Linked DNA regions of Mus musculus: all the other regions are linked to region 5. The links are chromatin contacts, called in public HiCAR-type, HiChIP or PLAC-seq and promoter capture Hi-C maps. All regions are on one chromosome and are shown on one strand. Each heading gives the region's core, a stretch centred on a gene start, on an enhancer-like site or on the middle of the called end of the contact. The rest is flanking DNA. Distances are from core to core; before and after follow the strand shown. Region 1 holds the start of Exosc6 (exosome component 6). Region 2 holds the start of Ddx19a (DEAD box helicase 19a). Region 3 holds the start of Ddx19b (DEAD box helicase 19b). Region 4 holds the start of Pdpr (pyruvate dehydrogenase phosphatase regulatory subunit). Region 5 holds the start of Mtss2 (MTSS I-BAR domain containing 2). Region 6 overlaps Glg1 (golgi apparatus protein 1).

Evidence for each region. Promoter capture Hi-C pulls out the DNA fragments that hold promoters and counts their contacts. HiCAR-type assays count read pairs that join an accessible place to other places. HiChIP or PLAC-seq counts read pairs in DNA pulled down with a chosen protein or histone mark. Capture Hi-C pulls out chosen DNA fragments and counts their contacts.
Region 1: a contact with region 5 is called in a promoter capture Hi-C map of embryonic stem cells, with 2.1 times the contacts expected there. The contact joins the promoter of Exosc6 here to the promoter of Mtss2 in region 5. A contact is called at or near these places in 6 of 39 promoter capture datasets (3T3-L1-derived adipocytes, embryonic stem cells, hippocampal neurons and 2 more), 1 of 484 Hi-C or Micro-C datasets (embryonic fibroblasts), 3 of 115 datasets of contacts at active chromatin or transcription factors (cardiomyocytes, embryonic limb bud and embryonic stem cells) and 2 of 9 other capture datasets (adipose tissue and pancreatic islet).
Region 2: a contact with region 5 is called in a promoter capture Hi-C map of embryonic stem cells. The contact joins the promoter of Ddx19a here to the promoter of Mtss2 in region 5. A contact is called at or near these places in 9 of 39 promoter capture datasets (the 3T3-L1 cell line, the C10 cell line, cranial neural crest and 4 more) and 2 of 115 datasets of contacts at active chromatin or transcription factors (embryonic stem cells and pancreatic cancer cells).
Region 3: a promoter capture Hi-C map of adipose tissue shows a contact between it and region 5. The contact joins the promoter of Ddx19b here to the promoter of Mtss2 in region 5. A contact is called at or near these places in 13 of 39 promoter capture datasets (the 3T3-L1 cell line, the C10 cell line, cranial neural crest and 6 more), 1 of 484 Hi-C or Micro-C datasets (nephron progenitors), 3 of 115 datasets of contacts at active chromatin or transcription factors (embryonic stem cells and memory CD8 T cells) and 2 of 9 other capture datasets (adipose tissue and liver).
Region 4: an H3K4me3 HiChIP or PLAC-seq map of embryonic stem cells shows a contact between it and region 5, with 4 times the contacts expected there. The contact joins the promoter of Pdpr here to the promoter of Mtss2 in region 5. A contact is called at or near these places in 4 of 39 promoter capture datasets (the 3T3-L1 cell line, liver and pre-B cells), 1 of 15 datasets of contacts at CTCF or cohesin (embryonic stem cells), 5 of 115 datasets of contacts at active chromatin or transcription factors (astrocytes, embryonic stem cells and neural tube) and 5 of 9 other capture datasets (adipose tissue, embryonic stem cells, liver and 2 more).
Region 6: a HiCAR-type map of astrocytes shows a contact between it and region 5, with 2.5 times the contacts expected there. The contact joins the enhancer-like site here to the promoter of Mtss2 in region 5. A contact is called at or near these places in 7 of 39 promoter capture datasets (the C10 cell line, cranial neural crest, embryonic stem cells and 1 more), 1 of 15 datasets of contacts at CTCF or cohesin (large pre-B cells), 1 of 115 datasets of contacts at active chromatin or transcription factors (astrocytes) and 1 of 9 other capture datasets (adipose tissue).

The regions. Positions count from the first base shown.
Region 1 is chr8:111,055,084-111,059,986 of GRCm38.p6, reverse strand. Exosc6 (exosome component 6) reads right to left here and starts at 3,648. Exons shown (of 1, transcript NM_028274.4): 1 at 2,323-3,648. The coding sequence starts at 3,616. The coding sequence ends at 2,795. Aars (alanyl-tRNA synthetase) reads right to left here. Exons shown (of 21, transcript NM_146217.4): 21 at 4,418-4,903. The coding sequence ends at 4,783. It overlaps Gm38523 (heterogeneous nuclear ribonucleoprotein C-like), which reads left to right. Exons shown (of 5, transcript XM_011248573.3): 5 at 1,044-1,290. The coding sequence ends at 1,067.
Region 2 is chr8:110,996,022-111,000,571 of GRCm38.p6, reverse strand. It overlaps Ddx19a (DEAD box helicase 19a), which reads left to right and starts at 2,749. Exons shown (of 12, transcript NM_007916.2): 1 at 2,749-2,905. The coding sequence starts at 2,849. Gm51551 (a long non-coding RNA gene) reads right to left here. Exons shown (of 3, transcript XR_003947457.1): 3 at 4,116-4,550.
Region 3 is chr8:111,024,884-111,029,201 of GRCm38.p6, reverse strand. Ddx19b (DEAD box helicase 19b) reads left to right here and starts at 1,432. Exons shown (of 12, transcript NM_172284.5): 1 at 1,432-1,604. The coding sequence starts at 1,548. It also overlaps a transcript of Aars not described here.
Region 4 is chr8:111,092,188-111,096,977 of GRCm38.p6, reverse strand. Pdpr (pyruvate dehydrogenase phosphatase regulatory subunit) reads right to left here and starts at 2,233. Exons shown (of 18, transcript NM_198308.1): 1 at 2,152-2,233. It also overlaps a transcript of Clec18a not described here.
Region 5 is chr8:110,718,042-110,722,775 of GRCm38.p6, reverse strand. It overlaps Mtss2 (MTSS I-BAR domain containing 2), which reads right to left and starts at 1,300. Exons shown (of 14, transcript NM_198625.2): 1 at 986-1,300. The coding sequence starts at 1,054. It overlaps Vac14 (Vac14 homolog (S. cerevisiae)), which reads right to left. Exons shown (of 19, transcript NM_146216.3): 19 at 2,378-2,969. The coding sequence ends at 2,807.
Region 6 is chr8:111,183,692-111,188,113 of GRCm38.p6, reverse strand. Glg1 (golgi apparatus protein 1) reads left to right here. Exons shown (of 26, transcript NM_009149.3): 8 at 186-400. Among named protein-coding and RNA genes, the nearest start is that of 9430091E24Rik, 40 kb to the right of the region's middle. Within about 2 kb of position 2,588, at least 100 of the 459 cell types and tissues checked have an H3K27ac peak or open chromatin away from gene starts, as enhancers often do. A contact at or near this core is called in adipose tissue and astrocytes, where this site is marked.

The sequences.
Region 1 (4,903 bases), core at 2,399-4,898, 330 kb before region 5:
TTGATCACTAATTGAGAAAATGCCTTACAGCTGGATCTCATGGAGGCATTTCTCAAGGGAGGCTCCTTTCTTTGTGATAACTCCAGCTTGTGTCAAGTTGACAAACAAAGCCAGCCAGTACAGGCTTACAACCAACCTATACCCAAGAGCAGTCCCTAGGACAGCCACTTCTCCCTTCTCCTCTGCTTTTTAGCCCCTTGACTCTGGGTTTGGTTGGCTCAGCTATACCAGTGGTTACTGCCAGGTATTTGGACACTGGGTTAGGTCAGTTTTGGGTTGAAATACCATCTTCTGGAAGGGAGGCAGAGGAACTCTGACTTTGTACTGTACTTTGTACATTCCATATGCCAAGTCTTCCCCCCCCACCCCCCTCCCTCTTTAAGCTTGTTAAATTTTGATTTCCTGAACCAGGAGGTGGTGGCACATACGTTTAATTCCAACCCTTGGGAGGTAGAAGCAGGTGATCTCTGAATTCCAGGCCAGCCTGGTCTACAGAGTTCCAGGACAGCCAGGGCTACACAGAGAAACCCTGTCCCCAAAACACAACAAAACATTGGCTTTCTTCCCCTTTCTGGCCTCATCCCATTGGTTGCCTCCCCAGGGCTGTGGCATGCTAATGTTTCTAGGGTGAGACAATCTAAATGTAATGGCCCTTTGTGTAGCAGTAAAGGGCCTTAAATTTTCTCTGCCCTCCTGTAACTTCCTCCGTTATCAGTGAATTCCCTCATAAAGCCCTGCCTAACCCAGGCTGCATGGGCTCAGGAAGGTCCTCACTGCTGCCTATGGCCTGAGTCACAACTGTCCTGGGAAAAGAATGTGCTGCAGAGAGAATGTCTGCTCCTGCCTGCTGGTTCTGGGTTAGTGGGTATGCTTAGATTAGACACTCTCCAGCACCCCTCCCATCCCCCAAAGAATCTAGAATAGCCTCAGACTTCCCAAAGGTCTGAAGGAGGGGAATGGAAGAACTAGATTTGAGCACATTTTAGCCATCTTTCCCAGGTTGTGCCTCCTGCTCTCTAAACCAGCCCCTCTATTCTTTACAGGTGAAGAATCCAGCATCGGACTAGTGTAGCCAGTAGGAGGTGGGAAACCTTCCAGACTTTGTTCAGCTGGTACTTAAGTGGCCTGTTTTCTTGCCTTGTATTTTTGGAAGTCACTCCCTTGAAACTTGAAGTCACCTTTCTGGCGCTTGGGCATTGAAAGTGCTGAAGTGCTGGCGTTGGTGGCGCACGCCTTTGATCCCAGCACTCAGGAGGCAGAGGCAGGCAGATTTCTGGGTTCGAGGCCAGCCTGGACTACAGAGTGAGTTCCAGGACAGCCAGGGCTACACAGAGAAACCCTGTCTCAAAAAAAAAAAAAAAAAAAAAAAAGTGCTGAAGCACCCAGGAAACCTCCCAGTGGTTGTGGATTTAACTCCTGAGGTCTTTTCCATGAGTCCTGCTGAGGGCAGGGTAGGGAAGCCCCATAGATTAGCAGTATAGTATCTCTTTATTTTCATTCAACTGTGGTGGTCTTGCAGGAGGCACCTGACAGGGCCCTGAACCCAGTGAACACTGTTGGCTCTCACAAAATGAAGGTTGCTTCCTTGCCCACGCACCACTAAACTTGGTAGTGTGTCAATTTTTCTGCAGCCACAGTAGTGAAACACACTTGCATCCCTACAGTGACACCAAGCTGTAAGGTTGTGTGTGCTAACCTAACCAACCTCTTGTGCTGGGATTAAAGGCGTGTACCACCACCACCCAGCCAAAATGTATACTTTTTTCTTGACACTTATTAAGTAACCCCTTACTTAATAAGTGCCACACAGCTTCCTCCAATTCAACCCTAAGTGAAGAAAAGCCCCTATAATCCTGGTCAGGCCCGCTCTGCCTTATGGAATAGCCAGGCTGTAAGCGATGCCACAGTATTTAGGTGGTCCCCATTTGAGTAGTCCATTGCTGCACTGAGCCTTAGTGCCAGGAGCCAAGCCTGGACAGGACACCAGGATGGGACTGGGCGTCCTTCCAGAGCATAATCCTTCAGTTACCCAACTCCTAGACATGATTTTGTCCTAAAGGAAAGGATAGGGGGGCACCAGAACTTCTTTTAACTCTCTCCAGTTCCCTCCCCCCACCCCCAAAAAACAGGGGTTTCTGTGTGTAGCCCTGGCTGTCCTGGAGTCTCCTCAGACTTATCACCTCAGCAGCTGCCCCAGACAATGCTCCAGGGCACGAGGTTTCTCCTACAAAGCACATCACCCCTTCTTAGTTACAGTGGGCTAATATGAACACTTAAGGCAGTAATGACTCGGAGCCCTTGAAAACACAGACTCAACACACACCCAGTTCAGAACAGCATTGTTTCTAACTCTAGTATCAAGAAAAAACACAACAGATGTATTTCCAGTCATAAAATAGTTTTTATGTTTTACTCTGAGTAGTGAGAAGGCAAAGTCCCCTGGTCCATCCTCTCAAAAGAATCAGTTTATTATGTATTGGAGCCAATGGCTGGCCTGCACTGGGTCCATCTCCTACAAGACCATAGCCCCTTATCTCATTTACTAGGTAAATCCAGCCCAAGTCCTTTCCAACTTGGGAGTATGGCTGCTTTCAAATCTCTCCAACTGGATCGTGTTTCCAACGGCCTTTTAAACCTTTCCAACAGAGCTGTCCAGTGCTTTGGTTCTGTGCGCCCAACTGCCCCACTCTTCGTTTCTCAGCTCTGCGGAGTCAGGCGACCATCAGCGCTTGGTCCTTTAGGGAGAGAAGGGCGATAGCAGTCCTCGAATCCTCGTCGCTCCGGTTTTTTCCAATCAGGGTGGGGCGGCGGCACCCCTCCGGCGGGCAGCCCGCACCAAACACTGCTGCAGCACTGGGTAGAGGCGCTGGCAGCCCTCCAGGCCCAGGCGCACAGCATCGGTCCAACTCTCAGTCTGCCCGCCTTCCCCACTGCCCAGTAACCCGGCCACCTGATTGAGCACAGGCATGAGGGCCACCGTGAGACCGGCCGCGGAGTGCTCCTCCTCCAGCCGCGTGGGGTCCAGCAGCCAGGTCGGGGAGGGTCCCGGGGTGAGGCTCAGGCCGCAGCCCACCACCAGATCGTACATCTCCACTCCCGCGTCGGCCAGGGCGAGCGCGGCCGCGGTGAGCGCCGCGGCCAGCGCACAGCCGCCGTCCTCCAGCAGCAGCGCCGACACCTCGAGCTGAGCACGCGGGTAGCGCCCCAGGCGCACGGCGGGCTCCAGAGCCTCCTGTAGCGCCAGTCCCAGCTCGCGATCCTCCCCGCCGCCGCCCTGGGGCGCGCGACGCCGGCGACCGGAGAAGGGAGCGCGGCGGAAATCGCAGAGCAGGCGACCCCGGAGGGCAGCGGGAGCTTCCCCGCCCGCTCCCGCAGGGCCGCTGCCGCGCTCGCCGCCCTCGGCCTGCCGCGGACCGGACACGGCGCACAGCACCTTGGTCCCGCCCGCCTCCAGGTAGGCGGAGCCCTTGGCCTGGCTCAGCAGCCCGGCGCGCGCGTACACCGGGCGGAGCCGCGTCGGGTCGCGAGCAGCGGGCGTCTCGTCGTCTTCGGCCGCGTACAGCTGCGGCGGCTGAGACTCCTCCGGCCCGCGGATGCGGCGATGGTCTCCCGGCATGGCGGCTACCGGCGTGCGAGCTACTTCCGCCTGCTGGGCTGCCCTTGCGCACCCGGCTCTTCCGCTCGCTTAAAGATGCGCGCCCGCGCAGAGCCTATCGGGAGAGCGGTAGGTGTGCGCGCTGCCACCTAGCGGAGTGGAGGAAGAACGGCGAGGTATAGCTGGACTCCTATGCTGGTACTTTAGCTAGTCCTAAGGAACGGATCTGTTGTTATTCCTAGAAGTTTGCATTCAGACTGTTTCACATAAGCTTGCCCAAGGTGAGAGGTTTTTGTTTACTCGTGCAATTAGTCCTCTGGCTGCTTCAACACTTGTTTAATAAATGGACGGTATCTCTCTTTGTACAACTAGATATTTCTAACACTCTGAGGAACTGTCATAAGCAGACAGTATCTCTGCTTCCAGACCCTGCTGTTTGTAGATTCATACAAATTGCATTTTAGGGCTGGGCCAGGGTCTTGAACCTACTTTAGGTTAAAGCAGTAGGGGTGGGGCAGTTAGTAGGACACACCTACATGTTCATACTGCCTATATCAGTTGTCTGACCTCATATCAGCAGCCTCAAACAGGCATGTGGACAGGCATGGTGGAGGTTGTCCTAAGAGACTAAGAACAGTGGTTCTCCACTGGAAGCAACTCAGAATTATTTTCCTCCACCCTTCTATTGAATTTCCTGAACTTTCAGGAGTCTGGGAGTCTATTCGGTGATACCATCAACCAGAAACAGGCTGGAACCGTAACAGATATACAGGAGCCAGGGCTCACCTCAGGACAAGAAGCAGAGCGCATGACATCACCAAGTATTGCACATGGTCCTTTTTATTTTCTGCAGAGAAAAGGCTTCCTTCCTCTGCAGACCTAAAGCCTCAGGCTGGCAGAGTGACCTCATCTAGATGTGATCATGACGTTAAAAAGCATTCCTGGGTAGTGATTTTAGACAGATGGTGCTGACATGAATGGGCTCAGAGCAGTAATGGAGGGGGGCAATGAATCACAGGACAGCTCCAGGCGTGTTCCCATTACCGCTGGATCAGGACGGACAGGGCTGCTGAGAGGTCCCATGACTCCAATGTCTTCGTGGCGGGAGGAGAGCTCCTGGCTGAATTCCCGCCTTCGGACATGTCTGGTTGATGGCGAGTTGCTTTCCCGAGAGGGCTTCCCTCCCATCAGTTCTTCACATCTCCCAGACGGAGCTGGGCAAAGGAGGTAGCCAGCTGCAGTGCTTCCTGAAGGCAGCCCACGTTCTTGCCTGTGGCCTGGGCGGACATGTCCTTGCCACCGCCTTTA
Region 2 (4,550 bases), core at 1,500-3,999, 280 kb before region 5:
CAGAGAACTAAATGATTCAAACAAATTGTGTATAATGGGGTTTTTGTTTGTTACTTGTTTTGCTTTGTAGACAGGGTTTCTCTGTGTAGCCCTGGCTGTCCTGAAATTCACCCTGTAGACCAGGCTGGCCTCAAACTCAGAGATTTGCTTACCTGTCTCTCGAGTGCTGGGATTAAAGGCATATTTTGACCATGCTCAGTTCAGAATGAGGGGTTTCTAAAAATGTTAACTTAGCACCACTTGTAGACCTCCTGGCTAAAATGGAGTGTAGATGTTAAGTCATGTGGTCATGTACAGAGGAGTCAGAACTTGTCTAAGTGCAGGCTCTTTGGTGGGAACTATCAGAAAGTGCCTTCTCTTTGGCCTCTGGTGTGGAAAAAGGAGTCATTGTGGGTGTACTCCCTTTGAGGTGTGCAGGCTAGCTGTGAGCTGGAAATGAATGTTCTGGCAGAAGGTAAGGTATAACCCAGAGTTGTTTCCAACAATAGCTGAGTAGATTCATTGTTTCATTTGGGCTTTCAGCCAACACCGCCAGAAATCAACCTCATAGTGGATGCAGGTGGTATGAAAGAATTTTTTTAATTCATTAAATGCAGGAGTCGTGGTACATGCCTGTAATCCCAGCACTCGGGAGGCAGAAGTAGCAGAATTTCTGAAAGTTCAAAACTATCCTGTTCTACATTGAGAGTTCCAGGCCAGAAGGAAGGAAGGAGGAAGGAAGAAAAGGTTAGGAAAGGAAGCAAGCCAGATGGGTGTGAGAAGGCTCGGCTGATTCCATGACAAGCTTCAGATTGGCAGTTAAGGAGACGAGGTCTAAATCTCTGTCTCCAAGAACTGGGCAATTCCAGGCAAGTCCAGGCCTCACAAGCTGCCCTGCCACCTGGCCTGAGGCAAGGACAATGGGTCAGCAGCAGTTTCCAGACTTCCTCAGCCCCCCACACCCTGGTAATAGAATAGAGATGAACCCAACAGATTAACATAGAGGTCACCTTAACCCAGGATTCCCTAATATGCTTTAAATCAGGCCTGCAAGCTCACTTGGGTCTCTTTTCTCTCTCTCTCTCTCTCTCTCTCTCTCTCTCTCTCTCTCTCTCTCTCTCTCTCTCTCTCGGTCATGGGGAGACCCAAGCATGCTGAACTTGTACAGAATAAAGAACACTTTGCATTTACAATCTATTTGAGTTGGTGTGTGTGTGTGTGTCATTCTTCAGCAAATTATGGACCCTTAGAGTGGTGATGGTGCCTAACTTTAATCCCAGCACTCGGGAGGCAGAGGTAGGCAGATCTCTGAGTTCAAGGCCAGCCTGGTCTACAGAATGAGTTCAAGAACAATCGAGAGCTACACAGAGAAACCCTGTCTTCACAAACCAAACCAAACCAAACCAAACCAAACCTAAATATCTTGCAAACCTAAGACAAGTCAAAACTTGAACTTCTTAATTGTTGTCAGACACTATGTCTTCTCTAAGAAGTATGTCCCAGCAGATACATGAAGAAATAGCCATGTTCTTGGTACTAGAATAGGTATGCTTGGTAGTGCAATTTCAAGAGGACAATGGGCAGTTAGACTCAAAATATATGCATTTTGAGACTAGGTCTCCTGTAGCAGAGACTGGCCTTGCACTCTCAATCTTCCTCCTACACCTCCCAAGTACTGGAGTTAAAAGTGTTCACTACCATTCCATTAAAATTTTGCACTATTTTAAGAGCATCCTTTTTGTGAAGTGCCTAAGTCATTCAAACAGCTTTACACAACTATCATGACTTAAAATGTATCCCAACAGAGGGAAAGTACTTCTCTTATCCCAGTATTTGGGAGGCAGAAAAAAAAAAAAAAAAGCCACGGGATACATGAAATTCTTGACTCAAAAAAAAAAACAAAAAAAAAAAAACAAAACTAAATACATATCCACACACATAGGATGTAACTCTGTTTTGTTTGTTTTTAATTGTTTTTTGAGACAGGGTTTCCTCTGTGTAGCCCTAGTTGTTCTGGAATTTGCTCTAGTGGCCTCTGCCTCCCAAATTCTGAGATTAAAGGCCTGTGCCACCTATGCTCAGATCATTTCATTCTTAGTTGTATGTATATGCATGTGTGTCTGCGACTGCAAAGGCCACTAGAGAGCGTTCTATTTTTTTAAAAAATATTTATTATTTATATGTAACTACACTGTAGCTGTCTTCAGACACACCAGTAGAGGGTGTCAGATGTCATTACGGTTGGTTGTAAGCCACCTTGTGGTTGCTGGGATTTGAACTCAGGACCTTCGGAAGAACAGTCAGTGCTCTTAACCGCTGAGCCATCTCGAGAGAGAGCGTTCGATCCCTTGTAATCTAGGTGTTGGAGATTATTAAGGAGGAAACCGAGTTCAAGGTAGCCTTGTTTTAAAACAAGATACCTAGTTTCAAAACCAAAAAATGGGTAAGTATTTTGGTTATGAAATGAAGCGATTGGGCGAGTACTAAGTAACTCTGCAGAGCTCTAGGACGTTAACTCAATTAGATCGCACCTAGCGAGATGGAATTTTTTTTTTTTTTCCTCCTCTTTTTAGCATTTCGAGACAGGGTTTCTCTGTGTGGCCCTGGCCGTCCTGGAACTCTCTCAGTAGATCAGGCTGGCCTCAAATTAAGAAATAAGCGACTCAGGACCTTAAAGTGCTAAGCTCCGCATGCTTATCTTCCTGGGGGCGGAGCGTGGGTGGAAGACGGACGCGCGGGGCAGGAACTGACGTCAACTCCGCGCGGGTCTTTTTCCGCTCCGTGTGAGTGGCACTTGGCGCGGGCTTGCGTTCGGCGCTGGTGTTGGCGGGGCGCGGAGCATCTCTGCAGGTCGGCTCGCGTCGGGACCATGGCCACCGACTCATGGGCGCTGGCGGTGGACGAGCAGGAAGCCGCTGTCAAGTCGGTCAGTGGCCTGGTGGGGATTAGGGGACTGAGGCGGACATGGTTTCCAGCACGGGGACCTCAGAGCCGGGCCAGCCCGCGCTCGCTGGAGTTTGCTGTGGGCGATCACTTAGCGCGGCGGATTTGCTCCGACAGCGAAGAAAACCCGCAGCGAGCTTCTTATCCGAGTTTGGACTGAAAAGTTGCTCCCATGGTGACATTGTCTTTATTAAGTGTGTGAGGCCCCAAACTGGCCCTTCTCTTGACCTCTTACAAGAAATGGCAACATAAAATTCTCTCTTTTTTTCGTTGTTGAGGGGTAGTTTTTGAGTGAGTTTATGCTGCCTTTCCCCTAACAGCCCCACATTCATGCTTAACCGCCAAGCGGCAGTTTGTAGCTCGCCAGAATAACGGGTTTTGTTTGTGTTAATGCTTCACTTAGCAACAAATGCAAACTGTCTAGTTGCTATTTTAAGTGTCGTATAGTTTTTGTTAGATTGTTTTTGTGTTTTTGGAGGGGTGCGTTGGTGGGTTCGAGACGGTGTAGCCCAGGTTGGCCTCTGACTTGCTAATTAGCTGAGACTGGCCTTGAGAGCTCTTGCATCCCTATCCCTCCGCCTCCTCTTAAGTGTATGAGTTACAGCTTTGCTGCCTGTGTTTTTGACACAGCCCAACTGGCTTCACTATTTACCTCGGGGTCGCCTCAAATACTTTCTTTTAATATCTTATGTTTTCTATGTGTGTGTATGGGTGTTTTGCCTGTTCGTATCTATGCACCACACTTGAGCCTACATATGTTAGAAGAGGGTTTTAGATCCCCTTGGAACTGGGATTTACAAACTGTTGTGAGCCACCATGTGGCGCTAAGAACCAAACCCTGGCCCTTCCGCAACAGCAGCGAGCTCTCTTAACTCTTAAACCAATTCAGCTGAAGAATGAGCAGTTGATTTTCTTTTTTTTTTTTTTTTTTTTTTTTTTTCCATTTTTTATTAGGTATTTAGCTCATTTACATTTCCAATGCTATACCAAAAGTCCCCCTTACCCACCCACCCCCACTCCCCTACCCACCCACTCCCCCCCTTTGGCCCTGGCGTTCCCCTGTACCGGGGCACACAAAGTCTGCGTGTCCAATGGGCCTCTCTTTCCAGTGATGGCCGACTAGGCCATCTTTTGATACATATGCAGCTAGAGTCAAGAGCTCAGGGGTACTGGTTAGTTCATAATGTTGTTCCACCTATAGGGTTGAAGATCCCTTTAGCTCCTTGGGTACTTTCTCTAGCTCCTCCATTGGGAGCCCTGTGATCCAGCAGTTGATTTTCTTAAGAAGCTCTCCTTATTCTTTGTTTTTAAAAGTTATTTGGATTTGCTTTGTGTATATCCTCGTATTTTGAACATGGATGTGCCGCATTCATGTGTGGAGGTCAGGAGGTAGCTTGTGAGGGTAGGTTCTCTTCCTCCAGTTTGTCAGGCCATCTTATGAACCCCATCTGAAGTTTCAAATCTAGTGATTATTCCTAAGACATAGTGACTGAATTTTTTTTCTTCAATTTAATTCTGTGTGTAGCCCTGGGTATCTTGGAATTTGCTCTGTAGACTCAGAGACGCACCTGCCTCTGCCTCCTGAGTGCTGGGACTACAGGTGTGTGCCACCATGCCTGGTGTAATTA
Region 3 (4,318 bases), core at 183-2,682, 310 kb before region 5:
ACTTCAATAAAATCTATTTGAAATTTTATTTATAATCTTCTATAGTCCTGAAAAATACAAAATAACTTAATTGTTTTTTAGCTGCTTTTCCTTGGGGTTTCTTCTAACTTGAAATATGATCATGGCCTCCTAGCTGGCTCCTGCCTCCACCCCACCCTTACCTATCCAACATTTCTTGAGGTTAATTTATTATCATGGGGTATTAGTAAAATGTTTTTATAGTTCCAGGAAGATGCTCAGTTTCTTTCTATGGAATACACAGGATAAAGACCTATTTAATCCTGGTTAGGGGGAAGCAGGTAGTTCCTTCTGCCTTTATTTTACTATTCTAAAACTAGAGCTATTTCCTTTTTAAAATTTCCAAAATTAGGCAGGGCGTGGTGGCACACACCTTTAATCCCAGCACTTGGGAGGCAGAGGCAGGTGGATTTCTGAGTTCGAGGCCAGTCTGGTCTACAAAGTGAGTTCCAGGACAGCCAAGGCTATACAGAGAAACCCTGTCTCAAAAAACCAAAAAAAAAAAAGTTCGGAAAAAAAATTCCCAAAATGAAGGCTGTGAAGGCTGGAGAGATGGAGCAGAGATTAAGAGCATTTGTTGCTCTTGCATAGTACCTGGGTTCCATTCCAGGTAGCCACATTGTAACCATCTGTAACTCCACTTCCAGGGTATCCAACACTTTCTTCTGACTAGGTACCAAGCACACATGTGGTGCACATAGACATGCAAGCAAAGCACTCATACACATAAAATTAAATGACTAAATCTTTAAAGTATTCATCCAAAAGTAATTAAATAAAATGCCAACGACACAACCTTTACATAGGAGAGGAGAGATGGCCATCTGAAGAAAGCATAGATAACGCCAGAGGTCATGTATTTTGTTATTAAACTGCTTTTACCATTTCCTTCAGGAACTGAATTGATTTGATTGAGCAAACCGCTTGCTCTTTCTGGTCTCTGATACTCTACCAAGAATTTTCCTTGGCATCTTCCTTTGGTGTTCAAAACTCAATTTGGGGCATATCATTGAGCACCTGTTTGTTTCACGGGACTGATTGTCAATGCTTAGACATCTTATTAAATTGAAAAGAACAGATACTATTTTGACCTTAGCTAAGAGTCTGGTAAGGCACGTTTACACAGAGGCATTTTAAATATCCTGAAAAGGTAAAACACTTGCTTATGTATTCTGGCTGTAATAGTTATACCAGGGCCATCTATGCCACCATGCTGATTGAAAATGTGACTTTCCGCCTTCGGTCCAAGAGCATTTAATGCTGGCTACCTCAGTTGGGTTGTAGGACGATCTGCAGCGAAGGGTGATGGGTGGGAACCCGAAGAGGACAGTAGTGGCGCTGGATCCCCGGACCTTAGGGGCGCGGAGCTGACGCTGACTCTGACGACACCGTGGCGCGCCGTTTCCGGTCTGAGCTTTAGTGAATGATTTCCCTCGGGGCGGTGCTGGACTTCTCTGCCACCCACCTGAGTCCGCGGTCGCACCGCCCAAGCGGGCAAGCCTGCCAGCGCTGCCCCGGCACCGCGGGCCATGGCTACGGATTCTTGGGCCCTAGCAGTAGACGAACAGGAAGCCGCAGCTGAGTCTGTGAGTTGTCACCAACCGCTGGAGGACCAGGGGCCAGTGCCAGTCAGGATATCTGCCCCTTAGAAGGACAGATCTTAGGTTGCTTGGAACTGGGTGGAGGACCCTGGCGGCATGGGCCCCGAAACCAGAGCTGGCTTTGATTACCCAAGCCCTTCCACCTTGTGTAAACTCAAGTTGGATGCTTGGTTGCCCATAGTGCTCAGCCACCTGCCTGTCTTCCTGGAATCAGGGCTGATATTCGATTGCACTCACAAACTCGGATGGTAATCTGTAGCTTGGGCTTTGAGTTTCCTGGGCTCAGGGAGGTTGTCTTACTCATATTTATTTGTATGACTCCTCCAACTTGGTTACCTCTAGCTTGGTTATTGGTAGTGAATGACTGGTGGGGCCTATCAGTAAATCTTTTGGTTGGCTTAACTGGTTTTCTGAACCTGATACATAGTAGCAAGATTAGAGTTAAATATGGAATTATATATGTCTTGAATTTTCCAAGAATTAGGACCTTGTTCTTTTTTTTTTTTTTAACTTTGAAAAAATAAAGGTTTGAACCTGTCACTGTGATGTGGCACCTCTCATCCTATCTCTTTTTTTTTTAATATTTATTTATTTATTATATGTAAGTACACTGTAGCTGTCTTCAGACACACCAGAAGAGGGAGTCAGATCTTGTTACGGATGGTTGTGAGCCACCATGTGGTTGCTGGGATTTGAACTCTGGACCTTCGGAAGAGCAGTCAGGTGCTCTTACCCACTGAGCCATCTCACCAGCCCTCATCCTATCTCTTGGAGACTTAAGACAGGAGGGCTGACTCAAGTAAGAGGCCAACCTGGGCTGCATAGTGATCTTGCTGGAAAAAAAATATATGTATATATATATATATGTATATATATATACACACACACATATACATACACACACACATATATATCAAATACAATAAAGAATTAACTATCCATTTTGGCTCAAAGCCTTTATTATATATAGGGTTTTAAAAAAAGATTTATTTTATGTATATAAGTACACTGTGGCTGTACAGATGGTTGTGAGCCTTCATGTGGTTGTTGGGAATTGTTGGCCCCGCTCATTCAGGCCCAAAGATTTATTTTTTATTATACATAAGTACCGCTGTAGCTGTCTTTAGAAGCACCAGAAGAGGGTGTCAGATCTCATTACAGGTGATTGTGAGCCACCATGTGGTTACTGGGATTTGAACTCTGGACAGAAGAGCAGTCAGTGCTCTTACCCGCTGAGCCATCTCGCCCACTCTTTGTATATAGTTTAAAGAGAAATAATATTTTTGGCTTTGTGCATTGAGGGAATTATTTATTTATTTTTGTTTTTGGAGACAGGGTTTCTCTGTGTAGCCCTGGCAGTCCTGGAACTCACTCTGTAGACCAGGCTAGCCTCGAACTCAGAAATTTGCCTGCCTCTGCCTCCCAAGTGCTGGGATTAAAGGTGTGTGCCACCATGCCCAGCATAAAAACTGTTTATGTCATAACCTTTAGTCTCATTCAAACTGATGGGCCATTCCAAGGTTAGAGCCCATTTTCTGAGGGGAAGGGGAAACAGCAGATTTGCTTTCAATCTCATTCAGAGGGATTCTTTCTTTCTTGTGTTAAATATAGTCTCGTTTTCCTTTCCTTCCTTTCTCTAGACACAAGGTCTCATGTAGCCCAAGCTACATGGCCCACACCTGTACCTCCCTGCACTGGGACTGAAGGTGTGTGCTACCACACCTGGCTCAGTACTTAGTAGCACTGTCTGTCTATCTGTATCTCTCTCTCTCTCTCTCTCTCTCTCTTAATCATTTTATTCGTTTGCATTTCCCTTCACAAATCTCCCATCCCATTCTGTCTTCCCTGCTCTCCTTTGCCTCTATGAGGGTGTTCCTCCACCCATGCACCCACTCCTGCCCAAGGGGCTCCCCTTCCATTGATGTCAGATAAGGCATCCTCTGCTACATATGTATCTGGAGTCTGGTTTGGTCTCTGGGAGCTCTGGGTGGTCTCGTTAGTCGATACTGTTCTTCCTATGGGGTTGCAATCCCCTTCAGTCCTTCCCCAGTGGCTCTCTCTTTGGTTTTTGGAGACAGGGTTTCTCTGTGTAGCCCTGGCTGTCCTGGAACTCACTCTGTAGACCAGGCTAGCGTCAAACTCAGAAATCTGCCTGCCTCTGCCTCCCAAGTGCTGGGATTAAAGGCGTGCGCCATCATGCCCAGCAGTGGCTCTCTTTTTGTTTTTTTTTTCCATTTTTTATTAGGTATTTCTGTGGCTCTCTTTTTAAGATGAGTACTACCATTAGACCATGTTCCTGGTAGGATACTGGGAGTGCTTTAGCAATGGCCCCAGTGTGTGGATAGCTGCTATCCCGCACAGTGTACTGGAGGCTTTGCACTTACTGCCAGTTAACGTTCTTGATCCCAGAATGAATGGAGTCTTTTTACATGTTTGTGATATCCTTTCTGCTAATCCCTCTGCTAGTTTCCTTTGTCTACTCTCTCCCATATGTTTCCTTTTGTTGCTCGGGAACACTAAAGCAGACAGACTATTGGTTTTATTTTAGTTTCCATGAAGACAAATGAGGTTCCTCCATCTGCAGCTAGCCACCCATTTAACAACTTTTTTCTTTCCTGCTTCCTAACCTTATTCCCCTTGTCTTTGTTTTTGGATTTAGTGACTGAGATATAGAGAACCTGTCTGTGGTTTAAGAACTA
Region 4 (4,790 bases), core at 984-3,483, 370 kb before region 5:
ATAATTTCTGTTCTGTACTTTAGGAAACTTATGTATAAAGTATATTATGTAAAATTATTATTCTATAATCAAAGACAAAACTGCAAATCTAGCATCAGAGCCACTTATCATAATACTACTACTGCTTTCTTTTTTCCCTTTCTCTCTTTCTTCCTTTCTTTCTAGACAGGGTGTCACTTTGTAGCAAATGGCCTAGAACTTGCTATGTAGACCAAGGTTGCTTAGACTTCATAGAAATCCACCTGTCTCTGCCTCCCCCAGTGCTGGGATTAAAAGCATGGGCTTCAAAGAAATCCAGGTAAGCAAAGGCCAAACAGCTGTAAAGCAGTACCAGAAGCTCTTTCCCTACCTAGAAAAGAGAATAGCAACAGGAAAGAAACATAACAGAGAATTCCTCCCTGAGAAACCCTACCATGCCCAGTCCTTTGTCACTGTTTGCTCAATAAACTTATGATCTCTCGGCAAGACAGGAAGAAAAGGACAAACAGGAGATTCAGGAAAGAACAAAGCACGTTTAATGCCCAGTCTGATAAGGCCAAGAAAAGAATGTTGACTCTGTGATCATCATGACCTTCAAGAGTGAAGAGATGAGGGCAGAAAAGACTGAAGTATACCAGGAAGGGAGGGCTAGAGAGATGTCTCAGTGGTTAAGAACGTTACTGTTCTTGCACAGGGCCTGGGTTTGATTCCCAACTCCCACAAGGAGGTAACAATCTTTAACTTCAGTTCCAGTGAATCCAATGCCTTGACTTTTGTGGACATCAAGCGTGGACATGGTGCACAAACGTACACATAGGCAAAACACTCATAAAATAAAATGTGATGAAGGGGTCTGGCAGTAAAAGCAAGCAAGTTTCACAGGAAAAGGAGGTAGAGCCAGGAAAACAGACACTGAAGACTGCAAACTCATTCAAAGGAAAGGTCAGGAAGTTTTGCATTTTCTTGAAATTCGTGAAAATTAACGGTATCTCTACTAGTAAGAGTAACTTCTAAACAGCCTTAAGACCCAGACTGATTGTGCTCGGATCCTACACCAACAAGCTCAATCCTGGAGCAGTGCTCACACCTGAAATTCCCACCACACTGGATACTGAAACAGGAGAAATGCCCAGGTTCCAGGTGAGCTGGGGCCACAGAGCAAGACTCTGTCTTTAAAAGGCAGTCACAGGGACAGTTCTAACAACTCCTGAATGCTTCCTCTGGTAACAGCATGAGCCACAGGTCACAAAGAATGAAGGCTGAATGTACATTGACGCATCTCCCACACATAACTCGGAGGAATCACCAGGGCAAGTTTACAAGCAACAGAATGACCCTCTGAACAGTTTGATCATGCAAGTTCAGGATGCTGTAATTTTCAACAAATGCACCGTTGGCTGAGAGAATTTAAGAAAAATTATACACGTCCCTGACGCCAAAAAGAGGACCCTTGGGCCGGACGTGGTGGCGCACGCCTTTAATCCCAGCACTTGGGAGGCAGAGGCAGGTGGATTTCTGAGTTCGAGGCCAGCTTGGTCTACACAGTGAGTTCCAGGACAGCCAGGGCTATACAGAGAAACCCTGTCTCGAAAAACCAAAAAAAAAAAAAAAAAAAAAAAAAAGAGGATCCTTAAAGGACGTCTTTATAACTAGACCCTCTACCACATCATCATCCCTACAAATCAAGATTGCATAAATGTTCGAAGTAGGCTTGGAGACCGTGGACTCGCACCTCGGGATCACACACAACTGTCACCCCAAGTCACCCACTGGAAACCCCACGGCCCTGACTAGGTCTCTGACAGGAGTCGGTGAAGCACAGCCGAGCCGCACATTACAAGGTGGGAAACCATTCCACCTGCAGAGACGCGGGGCCACCTCTGGCCGTGACAGCAGTGCGCGCGCGCCCGCCCGAGCCGCAGCCCGCCCCGAGGCCCGGTCCGCCGCCCTGGGAGAGCCGGCGCGCAGTCCCGGGACGGCGGGCGCGGCTCCCCGAGGCCCGCGCAGCTCCACTGGCTCAATCCCGGCGCCCGACCGGTGGCACCGCCTCAGAGACCCGGAGGGACGGCCGGGAGCCGGAGCCCAAAGCTCGGACGCCAGGGGCGTGCGGGGCGCAAGAGTTCGCGGGACCAGAAGGCCGCCCGGACCCGCGGGTCCTAGCCGGCTTCCTACCTCACGGGCCCGCGACTCGCGGGCAGCGCGCTCAGCAACGCCCGGCGGAAGTGAAGGGCAGCCCAGCCGCTGAAGAGGGTCTGCGCCGGCCGGAAAGGGGGCCAGGGCATGGGGACGGGGCGGGACGCGGAGCGCAGAGTTCCGGGACCGCGGGGGGCCTGCGACCTTCCGCGCTTTACGGCCCGCGGCAAGGGTAAGGCGGGCGCGCGCGCCGACGCGCCGTGACGTCACCGCGGCGGACCGGCCCGCACGTGCGCTTGTTTGGGTCTCGCCAGGCCCCGCCCCTCCCGCGCCACCTCCGCCTCCGCCTCCGCCTCCGCCTGGTTGACGACGAGTGTGCGGGGACCTGCCAACGTCCTCCGTCCCCGCTCCGGGTCTCCCGCCGGCCTCGGTGTGTGGGCAGTTCGGGTGATCGTCTGCCGCCAGGCCTGAGCTCCGATCCTGCGCGAGGGGTCCGCAGCCCAGAACCACATCTCTCTGCCCGTGGTCACCGTTGTCCGTCCCTGCACGTCGCTTAAGGCCTTTCAGTGCTTGGCTTGGGCAGAAGTTGTACTGTGGGCCTGGCCGCACCTTGGAGGCCGAATCAGCTGACCTTATTTCCCATCTTACTCCTTGCGGCTGCCCAGAGGGAAAGCATTGTTCACTGGAGCCTCAGAAACATCTTCTGCCTTCCATCCCCCCACCCCCGCCCCCAACTCTCAGCCACATCCCCTAGTTTCTTTCACAGCACTCGTTACTAGATTAAATATATGTGTCTCTACACTGGTGTAGACGTGGCCCTCAGATATCTTGAGGACCTAACCTTACTCAGGTGCAGCTTCTCAACACCTTCACCCCGCGCCTGGCGCACACCATCCAATCATCCTTCGCACAAGCAGCAAGCGAAATGGTGTGCTTTAGTTTAGCCTATCTTGTCTTATGAGCTAGTCTTGAACATTATTGCTAGGCTGTGTACCTTGGTGCTGTCTTGAGCGCTCTGACTAGGAACAAGAAGGCTTCAAGAATCTCCTTTTCATGATGTCATTCATTCCCCAGCTTGCTTAGTTTATACCCAACTCACTAGCCATGAATTTCTCCAAGACTGCCCAGATGAGAACTGACAGTAAGACTCAACTCTACCCGGTTCCTTTTTTTTTTTTTTTTTTTTAGTTTATTTGTTTTATTTAAGTTTATTTGTAGCTGGGCAGTGGTGGCACACGCCATTAAACCCAGCACTTGAAAGGCAAAGGAAGATGGATTTCTGAGTTCGAGGCCAGCCTATTCTACAGAGTGAGTTCCAGGACAGCCAGGGCCACACAGAGAAACCCTGTCTCAAAAAAACAAAACAAAAACAACCAAAAAAAAGTCTATTTGTTTTATTTATTTATTTATTTATTTATGTGTATGTTTTTATAGGCAAAGTCTCAGTCTAGGCTGGATTCAAATAGGTACAGAGGATGACTTAGCTCCTGGTCCTCCTGCCTCCACCTCCCAAGTGGCTTGCTTCACCACACATTCAGTTGCCCTTGTTCTCCTGAAACATTAAGCTCAAGACATTTGGAAGCCCCTAGTAGATGAATCCTTTCACATTTTTGGTTAAGTTTTTAATGATACCTATCCCCAAAAAATGAAAATGAAAAGACACTGACCAATCAAAAATATTTGGGGATAGGTTTTTTTAATTTGTCAGGGAACCAAAGGTTTTTGGGTTTGTTTTTTGTTGTTTGTTTGTTGTTTTTCCTGAGCCATCTGCCTACTTACAATTTCCAGACATACAAACTTTGTAGCAACCTAGTTATCTACAGGACAGGGTGAATGAAATGAGGTGGTGTGTTATCTATGTGTCACACGTAGGGAATGTTTCTCTCACCCACAACTGTTACTGACTCTACTAGAAATTGCTAAGTCTATCCGAGCAGTGATGGCACACACCTTCAATCCCAGCACTTGGGAAGCAGAAGGAGGTGAGTCCCTGTGAGTCTGCGGCCAGCCTGGTCTACAGAGGGAGTTCCAGGACAGCCGGAGGTACATACAGGAACACTGTCTCGAAAATAAAAGATAAAATAAGTGTTAAGTCTGAAAGCTCTTCTTGCGCGCGCCAGACTAGATGCTGCAACAGGATCCTTCTGCACACGTTTATTGGGAGAGCTTGATTGTAGAGGCGAAGAGACCCCAAGCCCAGAACTGGTGCTGCTTATATAGGCCTAGGAGAGGCGTGTCTCACACCCGGATTGGTTATGCACTACGCCTCATTTGCATGTTCCTCATCTGATTGGCTACTCTCTTTCTCTCTCTGTACCTCACAGAGCCTCATTATCATACCTCATTTGCATGTCTCACATCTGATTGGTTATACTCTCAAAGCCTCATTATCATGCCCGGGCCAGGCAGTGTCTTTGCAAAAAACTTTACTGCATATGTACACATTGGTTGTTTGTCCAAACTTATGTGTGGTGGCCAGCAGTAGTCAGTGCCACTCTGCAATGGCACATGTGGCTTCCCACAAGCTCTTTGTGTTGTCAGTGATAAGATTTGGTTTTTGTAATCTCTTACAGCCACCAGCACAGTTTTGAATGCATTCAAGACCAGTGAAATATTTTTGCTTTTGTGATTGGTTTTTTTATGATTTTTGCTGATACTCTGTTGGGGTCAATCCTAGG
Region 5 (4,734 bases), core at 51-2,550:
TCGTCAAACACTGGCCTCTGGGGGTCAGGGAGAATTCAGTAAATTACCAGATGGATAATAATGGCTGAGGTCCCGAAGCAGGATCCAATGGTCTCCTTATGACCTTGAGCCATTCGCAGGCCTCAGTTTCCCCATCTGAACAGGGTGCCTGCTCAGTCTGACCTTGAGTGATCAGGAAGGGGGGGTTGCTGAAAGCGCTCCCCAGGTTGCTTAGCCAACACACAGCCTACCTCCTCCCCAAGGTGGATTCAGTCCTACCCTTGGGCTGCAGGGAGGACCCCACCCGAGGATTGGAGTAATGGAGCTTGCTGGATCTGTTGGTGTGTGTGTGTGTGTGTGTGTGTGTGTGTGTGTGTGTGTGTAGGTGGGGCTGCATCCATGCAGAGGCCCGAGGCTGGCGGGGCAAGAGTTAACAGTTCTTTGCTTTATTATTTTTTTCCTGCTTTGGCGGTGACAGCATTGTCTGGGCTTCGGGGCGTCGGGGGTATGTGTGTGTGTGTGTGTGGGGGGGCACTGTGGTGAAAGGGGGCGGAGGCCCGAGAGACCTTGGATCCGTTAAAGGGCCTTAAAGGTCGGTCCTAAAGATAAACCCAATTCATAGTTTGGGGGTCTGGGGTACCGAGTGTTTGCGGACGCTCAGCTTTGGATCGGGATCCTACGGGGCGACCTCTCGGACATCCCAACCTGCGAGCACTCACTCCCACCCTTCGGACCCAGACAGGCATTGGGCGCAAGGCGGGCGCAGGAGGACAGGCTCAGATGAAACACACACACACACACACACACACACACACACACACACACACACACACACACACACACACACACTGCCCGCACACACACACACACACACACACTGCCCGCACACACACACACACACACTGCCCGCGCGCACACACACACACACACACACACACACACACACACACTGCCCGCCACGCGTCCCTCAGAGGAGACCCGTATGCCCGGAGCTTGCCCGGGGTACCTTCATGTCGTTGACGATGGCCTGGAAGAGCCCGCCCAAGGCGCCACACTCCTTCTCCGCCGTCTCCATGCTGGGGCCGGGCGCGCGGCGGCAGGGCGCGCAAGGGGCGCGGGGAGCCGTGCAGGGGAGGGGCCGGACCGCCGCGGGCGCTGCTCCGAGGCCGCGCCGGGGCTCCCTGCCTCGGGGCCGCGCTCTCAGCGGCCGGCCGCGCCGCGCTCCGGGGTTGCGGGCCGTGGGCCGGCAGCGCGGGCCATGGCTCGGTGGGGCTGGGGGCGCGGCGCGGGCAGTTCGCGGCGCAGCCTCGGCGCGGGCACTGGAGCGGCGGCGGCGGTAATCCGAGCCGCCGAAGCTCGGGCGTCACGTGGGCGCGGCGGAGGGAGGGCCGCGGGGAGGGAGCACAGGAGGGGGCTGTGGGAAAGGCCGGGCGGGCGAGGACCCATTCACGGCCAGAAACCAGGGCTTTGAAATCCGAGCTCTGGCGCTGCCAGACTGGTCCGGCAAGAGGGGCCGGCGGGAGCGGGCGCCGCCGCGGGTCGGGGCGGCGCAGGGGCGGGGCCGGGCCAGCCCCCCACCCTCCAGCGGGAGCGGACCCGGGTTTGCACCTTCAAGGCCTTGGGCTCGACCAAGATGAAACCCGCCAAGGATGCAGTCCTTAGTGCATCCCGGCCTGATGAATAGCACTGAGCATCGTGCAGAGGGGAACGGGAACTGGCCGCATTGGAGCTGTCCACCACAGACCATCCATAAAGTCCAACCCTCCTGCACAAATGTCCTTCAGTTCCTTTTCTAAGTAGTACCGGTGTCACCTGGATTGGGGGTGGAAATAGTGATGGTGTCCCGGCCCAACTTCCTCGTGAGTAGGGTCTGTGTTGAACCTGCAGAGTGTAGTGTGTGGGGATGCACGCGTGTACACATGGGAGGGCAAGTACTGCTGTCGTCCAGGAGACTCCAGGTGAACCTATTCTCATGGGGCACACATAGTTAGGGCTCCAGGGGAAAGCAGGCACAAGCTCCTGGCAACTAAAGGGCCGCAGCAGGCAACTAGGGTTCACCAGAACCCAAAGCCAGGTGACAGACGCGGTTCTTTGAGCTAAGTCAAAGATTGGGGCATTTATCTTTGATTTCCTCCCATTGCTCACTGCTCTGCAGTGTTCTGCTGTGCCATTCCTGCTTATGGGGACATCCACATTGCACAGGGACTCAGAAAGCAGGACTAAGGATCGAGAGTAAGGCCAGGAGGAAGGTACTGGTCCTGGGAAGAATTGGTCCCTGGATTCATATGGGAATCAGGGCTTAGAATGAAGCTGGCTTTCCAGGATAGGTGAGGCCCCAGGGCAGCTGCAGCATCAGGCTTGGCACAGGTGCTAGCAGAGAAGGAGCAGGCAGACTTGATTAAGGATTCTGTGATTTCTTTATTGGGGCAGGGATGGACATCATTCTGTAGAGGTCTTTGTGCTGGCCTGTGTGCATTTCCACACAGATGTACATATGCACACACACCATGCCAGTGCTCTGGGGCCAAGGTCAAGCTCTTCTCACAGACAGGGATTAGAAAGAGGCTGCTTCTGGATTCTGAGGCTGTAGTCCCGACTCAGGAGAGAATCCATCGGTCCCAGGACAGAGTGTAGCTGACAGTGCTGGGGTCCAGGTGCTCTGCTGGGAGGAGCTGAGGCTGACAGAGCCAATACCATCCCCCTCCCTACCCTGGCTGGTGGTTGGGTCCAGCCCTGCTGGAGGCAGGTTCTTAGGCTCCTTGTGGCCTCAGCTTAGAGACCCTGAGTGCTTCTTAGGCCACTAGGGCCCTTTTCCATGCTAGGCACATCAGAGGATAACTCTGCGGTCCAGGTGATCCCCTCGCCCACTGCGCTGGTGTCTTACTTCCAGGTGCTGTTTCTGGACTTTTTCAAAGTGCTGCAGCAGCTCTGTGTAGTCGATGCTGGGGGAGTCACCTTTCTGGGACTTGGGGGCCGCTTTCAGACAGTCTCTGGGAAGATGGACAGAAGTCAGAGTCAGTGTCTGCATCATGGTAGGTGCTGGTGGGGTTCAGTCTCTGGGCACCTGTGGGTCCCTGCCCAAGACATCTTCCCAGCAGCCAGACCCATAGTGCTTAGGGTCCCATGTCCACCCCCTTTCCTGCAGCTGGTGGGAACAGCCAACCCGCTGCTTGGATGTCTGTCGGCCTGTGGGCTGTTGATGGCGCCCGGAGCGTTGCATGGGGGAGCACTTCCTGTTTACCAGTGGCTCCCTTTAGGGTGAGAGCCAGGGCCAGCAGCCAGCCAGGAAGGCAGCTGGGGCCTGGAACAGGGTCTGGGGAGAAGGGGGAGGCGGTAGCCCAGCCTTTTCTCTGTGGTATGGCTGAGACTGCAGACAGCTGGGATCGGTGAAGTCTCTCTGTTGGACCTATAACTTGGCAGGCCTTGGGTCCCAAGGCCTGTGATCACTACCTGCTCCCAGAGAAGAGCTTGTCTTACCACAGGACATGCTGACCCACCTACACTCCTTCCAATTGACGGACCAATCCTGTAGCCTCTCATCAGCTGGGTTTAGCTTGCCACCCAGGGTCCAGTCCCATTCCTAACTGTCCTTATTCTGTTCCCCACACTCCATTCTGCCTCACTGGCTTAGAGCCCTGGCAAAGGGTTTCATGAAGGCTGTGACCAACTCGGCTGAGCGGACTCCCTGGGGCCTCTGGGTGGGTGAAGAGGCTGACTGAAGCAGAGGAAATAGGATAGCAGACCTGGCCTAGACATCTGACCTTACACACAAACCTCCATCCTAGTCTGTAAGAGGTTGCCACAGGAGACATGTCACGTCCCCGAGTATAAGGTTCCCTCCCGCTGTGACATGACAGAAACTTGCCTGTGTCCAGCCCCAGCTCAGGTATGAGATGGGTAGCTACATACAGCTCTACCACTCCTCGAGCAGGCAGCCCAGGGCCTGGTACACTTGGCTGCTCTGTCTAGAGCTCCCACGATGGCACCTTCCCCAGTGAGGTTGGCCAAGTGAGAAAAACCAATGGCTTTAAGCCTGAAGGCACTGCTGTGGCCTGTTGAATTTCAGGCTAGGAGCAGGGCACAACTACTCCCAGATGCAGCTTTGGGAACCTGAGTCTACCTCCCACACCCTGGCCCACACTGCTCCTTTCCTCTCTTGAGGAGAACACACACTGCCTGAAAACATCTTAGATAGCATCTGTGGCCAATGTTTTCCTGGGCCTCCAGCCACTGCCTCCTGAGCCAGGGCTTGATCACTGTTGGCTGGAGAGTGAAAGTGGCCTGGTGATGCCCACTTGGTTGTCATTTGGGGCTTCTGCTGCTGGCTGACTCCCTTGGGAATGAGGGAAGGGACCTCTCTGGCCCAGCAGCTACTGGTAGAGGTGCCGCTGTCCTGGAGAACAACCAGAGGGGGCAGAGGGACTTAGAGCAGGTAGTCCTAGGTCCCGGGTGTGGCTAGCTGTTATCCAAGTCATTTAACCTGGGACGGGGTGGGATGTGTGCCCAAGAGTCTACATGCTGCCATAACACCAGCATTAGCGAGTGTGGGGACAAAGGTCCAGAAGGGCTATTACGAGGAACTGAGGGATGTTCTCATTAGTTTTGCTAACTTGGCACAAATGAGTTACTTGGGAAGAGGGAACCTCAATTAAGGAACTGCCTCTAGCAGTCTGGCCTATAGGTGTGCACGTGGGGCACTGGCCTATAGGTGTGCATGTGGGGCACTTTTTGATTAATGATTGATGTCCATAGGCA
Region 6 (4,422 bases), core at 1,339-3,838, 460 kb before region 5:
TTTTTTTTTTCTTTTTCTTTATGCTGCAAAAGTTTTACCATGTTCTAAGCATTTCAGTCCAGATAGTAATTCCATCTGGAAAGGCTGTGGGTTATTCTTTTCCAGACAGAAACGTAGTTTAACATGTAGAGCTTTCTGGTCCTCAGACTCCCATTTCATAACTGTCTGACTTACCCCTGACACAGGGCGGCAGGTGAGCAGTGAGTGCCAAGGTGAGATGCTGGATTACCGACGCATGCTGATGGAAGACTTCTCTCTGAGCCCCGAGATCATCCTGAGCTGTCGAGGGGAGATTGAACACCATTGTTCTGGATTACATCGGAAAGGGCGAACCCTCCACTGTCTGATGAAAGTGGTTCGGGGTGAAAAGGGGAACCTTGGAATGAACTGCCAACAGGCGGTAAGGAAAAATATTTCTGCTGCCACTTGACTGTTTTCTTAGGATTACTATTGCTGTGATGAAACACCATAACCAAAACAGCTGGGAAGAAAGGGTTATTTTAAATGCTTGTTCTTTCACATCGTACTCCACCATCATTGAAGGAAGTCTAGGCAGGAACTCAAGCAGGAATCTGGATGCAGGAACTGATATGGAGGCCATAGAGGATTGCTGCTTACTGGCTTTGGCTTGCTCAGCTTACTTTTTTATAGAACCCAGGACCATCTGCCCAGAGGTGGCACCACCCACAGTGAACTGGGCACTCAATTGCTAATTAAGAAGATGCCCCTGAGCTGAGCCGGGTGTGGTGGCACATGCTTTTAATCCCAGCACTGAGTTCGAGGCCAGCCTGGTCTACAGAGTGAGTTCCAGGACAGCCAGGGCTACACAGAGAAGCCCTGTCTCAAAAAACCAAAAAAAAAAAACAAACAAAAAAAAAATTGCTGTGGAGCTAGGTAAAGGAAATCCATTGTTTTCCTGTTTCTAAAGAACTTGCCAGTTTGGATTACGAAAGACAGAATAAAGGCAAATCACTTTCTTCAAAATGAGAGGCTATTAGGAGAAGAGAACTTGCCTGTCTTAACAAGTTTGATTGAGTTGAAATTGAGAGTTGACATGAATGGAAAATTTCTGCCAGTTTACTTTTTTACGATATGCCACAAGTCTGAAGGATCATCCTCAGAATCAAGTGTCTTTATTGATTAAATCAGGGAAACTATAAGCAGAAAGATCTGTCTTTCACCAGCTCCAAACTTTACAAACAAGAATATAAAGATAGTCTTTTCCACAAACACTTAGCTTTCGTATTGCTATATAACATGAATGCAACCATGAGGTCAGTCCCCTACATCAGAAAAAGGACTTGCTTTTTCTGGGAGAAAATGAAGTGACTCTTGATCCTGTGTTTATGAGCAGCGCAGTCCTGCAGATCACAGTACAGAGTCAGCACAGTGCATGCAGAACATCGTCTCCTGCCTTTGACCATGTTTGTTATTTGTATGGGTTAAATCTCCTGCAGTTTAGCATACCAGGTGCAAGCCTCTACAACATAGCACTCTCTGCAATGACTTTCCCTTTTAAAGCAGGAAAGATACTTTAGTTTTATAACCTAAGTCACGCTTTAGGAAACCACAATTCATTTGTTACTTTGTTTTGGCTATTTTTATTAAACACTAAATACTACTTGAATTTTCTTTTCTTCTTCTCTCTCCTTTTTTTTAAAATGGTTTGAAGGCATTTATTGTAGAAAGGCAGCCACGTGGAGGGGGGAAGGAAAGGGGAGAAGGAGAGCAAGAGGTAAGAGACAAGGAGAGAGCAAGAGCTTAAGAGCAAATTTTATTTTCTAGTTAATCATGTAAAATCAAATTTGTACAGTTGGGCTGGAGAGATGGCTCAGCGGTTAAGAGCACTGACTGCTCTTCCAAAGGTCCTGAGTTCAAATCCCAGCAACCACATGGTGGCTCACAACCATCCCTAATGAGATCTGACGCCCTCTTCTGGGGTTTCTGAAGACAGCTGCAGTGTACTTAATAAATAAAGAAATAAATCTTTAAAAAATTTTTTTTTGTACAGTCTATAACAATTTTATAGTCTGAAATACAAGTTTACATGAGCTTTAGATATGGAGTCAGGTTTTGTTAACCATGACCCAAAGTAGATACTAACAGCAGTTACATTGTGCATGTCGGTGCTGGGATGGGAAGACCAGTGCAGCCTCTTCTCTCAAACAGCAGAATCAGCTGGAGGGCTGCTCTGGAGGCTGCAGTGAGACTGTGAGGATGAGTGTGCTGTGCTCCTCTGCAGTCCTGTTTGTTGGCAGTTGCCCCGGGTGCCCTTTGTGCCAGTGAATATGCCTGGCTGCAGTCCAGGATGAATCAGGAGACGGCCTCTGCTGTGTTTGCTTTTCATCCTTAATTCCATCTAGTAAGGTTGTGGAAGGAGGATAGGAAAAAAGGAATCTATCTATAGTAAGCTTACACCTATTGTAAAAATGTTCAGGAAAAAAATAGACTGGACTCAACTCTGTTTTGAGGCACATAGTTCACTATGAGGTTTTTGGAAAGTTAGCTTCGTTAAAAGAACTAGTGACTCAGCTTCAAAGATAAATAAGTTCCGCCTACACCACCCTTTGTGCCCAGAAGAAGAAAGTGCTTTCCAAACCCAGAGGGCAAGCACAAATAGTGAACTGTGTGGTTTTGACTGCATTAAGACTGCTTAGGAAGGAAGCACTTCATTTTTATTGTATGGATTCTATTTTTTAAAAGCCTTTTCTCACAAAAACTAAAGGCAATTTTTCCAGAAGGATAGAGTCGTCCTTTGTCTTCTATATTATCTAGCCTTAGTCAAACTGAAGAATATCTTTGAGCAATTTGGGTGGGTTTCTTTTTACTTTGAAAGTTTTATTCCTTGACACAACAGACTTCAACATCTGTCTCTAGATTAATTTAATGAACTGGTAATGGTTATCAGCAAGTGCTGAACTGTAAAGTATGTGGATAATTATTATCCTAATGAGTGTCCACTCCTCCAGATTTACCACAGTTACGACAGGGCTATGACTAGCCTATGCTTCTCACATCAAGGATGGCTGCATAATGCATTCTCCAGACCAAGTCTCTCCGGAGCTTTGCTCGGGGTTTTTTTGTTAATATCAGGGGCCAGAATGTATATACAATCATAACATCAGTTTATAGTCTATTTTTCCTTTTTTTTTTTTTTTTGTTTTTGTTTTTGTTTTTGTTTTGAGATAGGGTCTCTTTATGTAGCCCTGACTATCCTAGAACTTGCTATGTAGATCAAGCTAACCTCGAATTCACCGAGATCCAATTGCCTCTACCTCCCAAAGCCTCAGATTAAAGGGGTTCCTTCATCATTGCACCTGGCTCAGTTTGTATTCCAATTGCATATTTTCCTCACTCCCTACACTGAATTCTAGAATGGCAATAATTCCTTGAATTATTAGCCTACTAGATGCCATGGGATACTAGAAAAAAGATATTACTATCTTGATCTTGGTCATCCGGTGTCAAAATTTGCTCACAAAGTTATTTTTCTACCAGCAAGCTATAATATTCTTTAGCTTTTCCAAATTACCAACAATAATTTATAGAAATACTTTCTATCCCAGAATATTGACATTTTCCCTATATTTCTCTCTTAATGATTTTTTTCTAGGATAATAGAATTGGGATCTTTATTTTATCTAAAATCTGTATGTATGTAAAGGGGCCAGAGCTTTGTTATGAACCATTGTGGGATCCCAGGTCAGATGTGTACAGATCAGAAAAGGCTCCAAGAAAGGGTAAACCAGTGACACAGAGCATGTCTAAACGTGTTTGTTTGTTTGTTTATTTGTTAAAACGGGGTTTCTCTGTGTGGCTCAGGCTGTCCCAAAACTCACTCTGTAGACCAGGCTAACCTGGAACTCAGTGATTCAACAGCCTTGCCTCCTGAGTGCTGGGATTAAAGGCACATTCCCCTCCTCTTCCCCCCCACCCATGCCCCCACCTCCCGTGCTGAAGTATCTAATTCTTAAGGATGGAGAAAAAAAAAAGAAAAGAAATTAAAACAGTAAGGGTTGTAATTTCTATTTTTCTTTCTCTATTTAAGATTCCCACTCCACAGCCCCATCTGCTACCCATCTGTGGTAATAGTGATCTTCTATCTATAAAATGCTTTGCAGTTGACCTTACTTTGTTTCATGTGGTATCAACATCTGTCTGTCTATCCGTTCTCGGATACAATATCACTGTGTAGCTGTCTTGGAACTCTAAACCAGGCTGGCCTTGAACTCACCTGTCTCTACGTCCTGAGTGCTGTGATTAAAGACATACATCACCACACTTGGCCATTTCTTAAAATCTGTAATTGAAAGAACTAAAATTTGGAGCTGGAGAGATGGTTCTGGGGTTAAAATTCGTACTGGTGGCTCTACCAGAGAGTCTGAGTTGAGTTCCCAGCATTCTCATATAACTAAAAACATC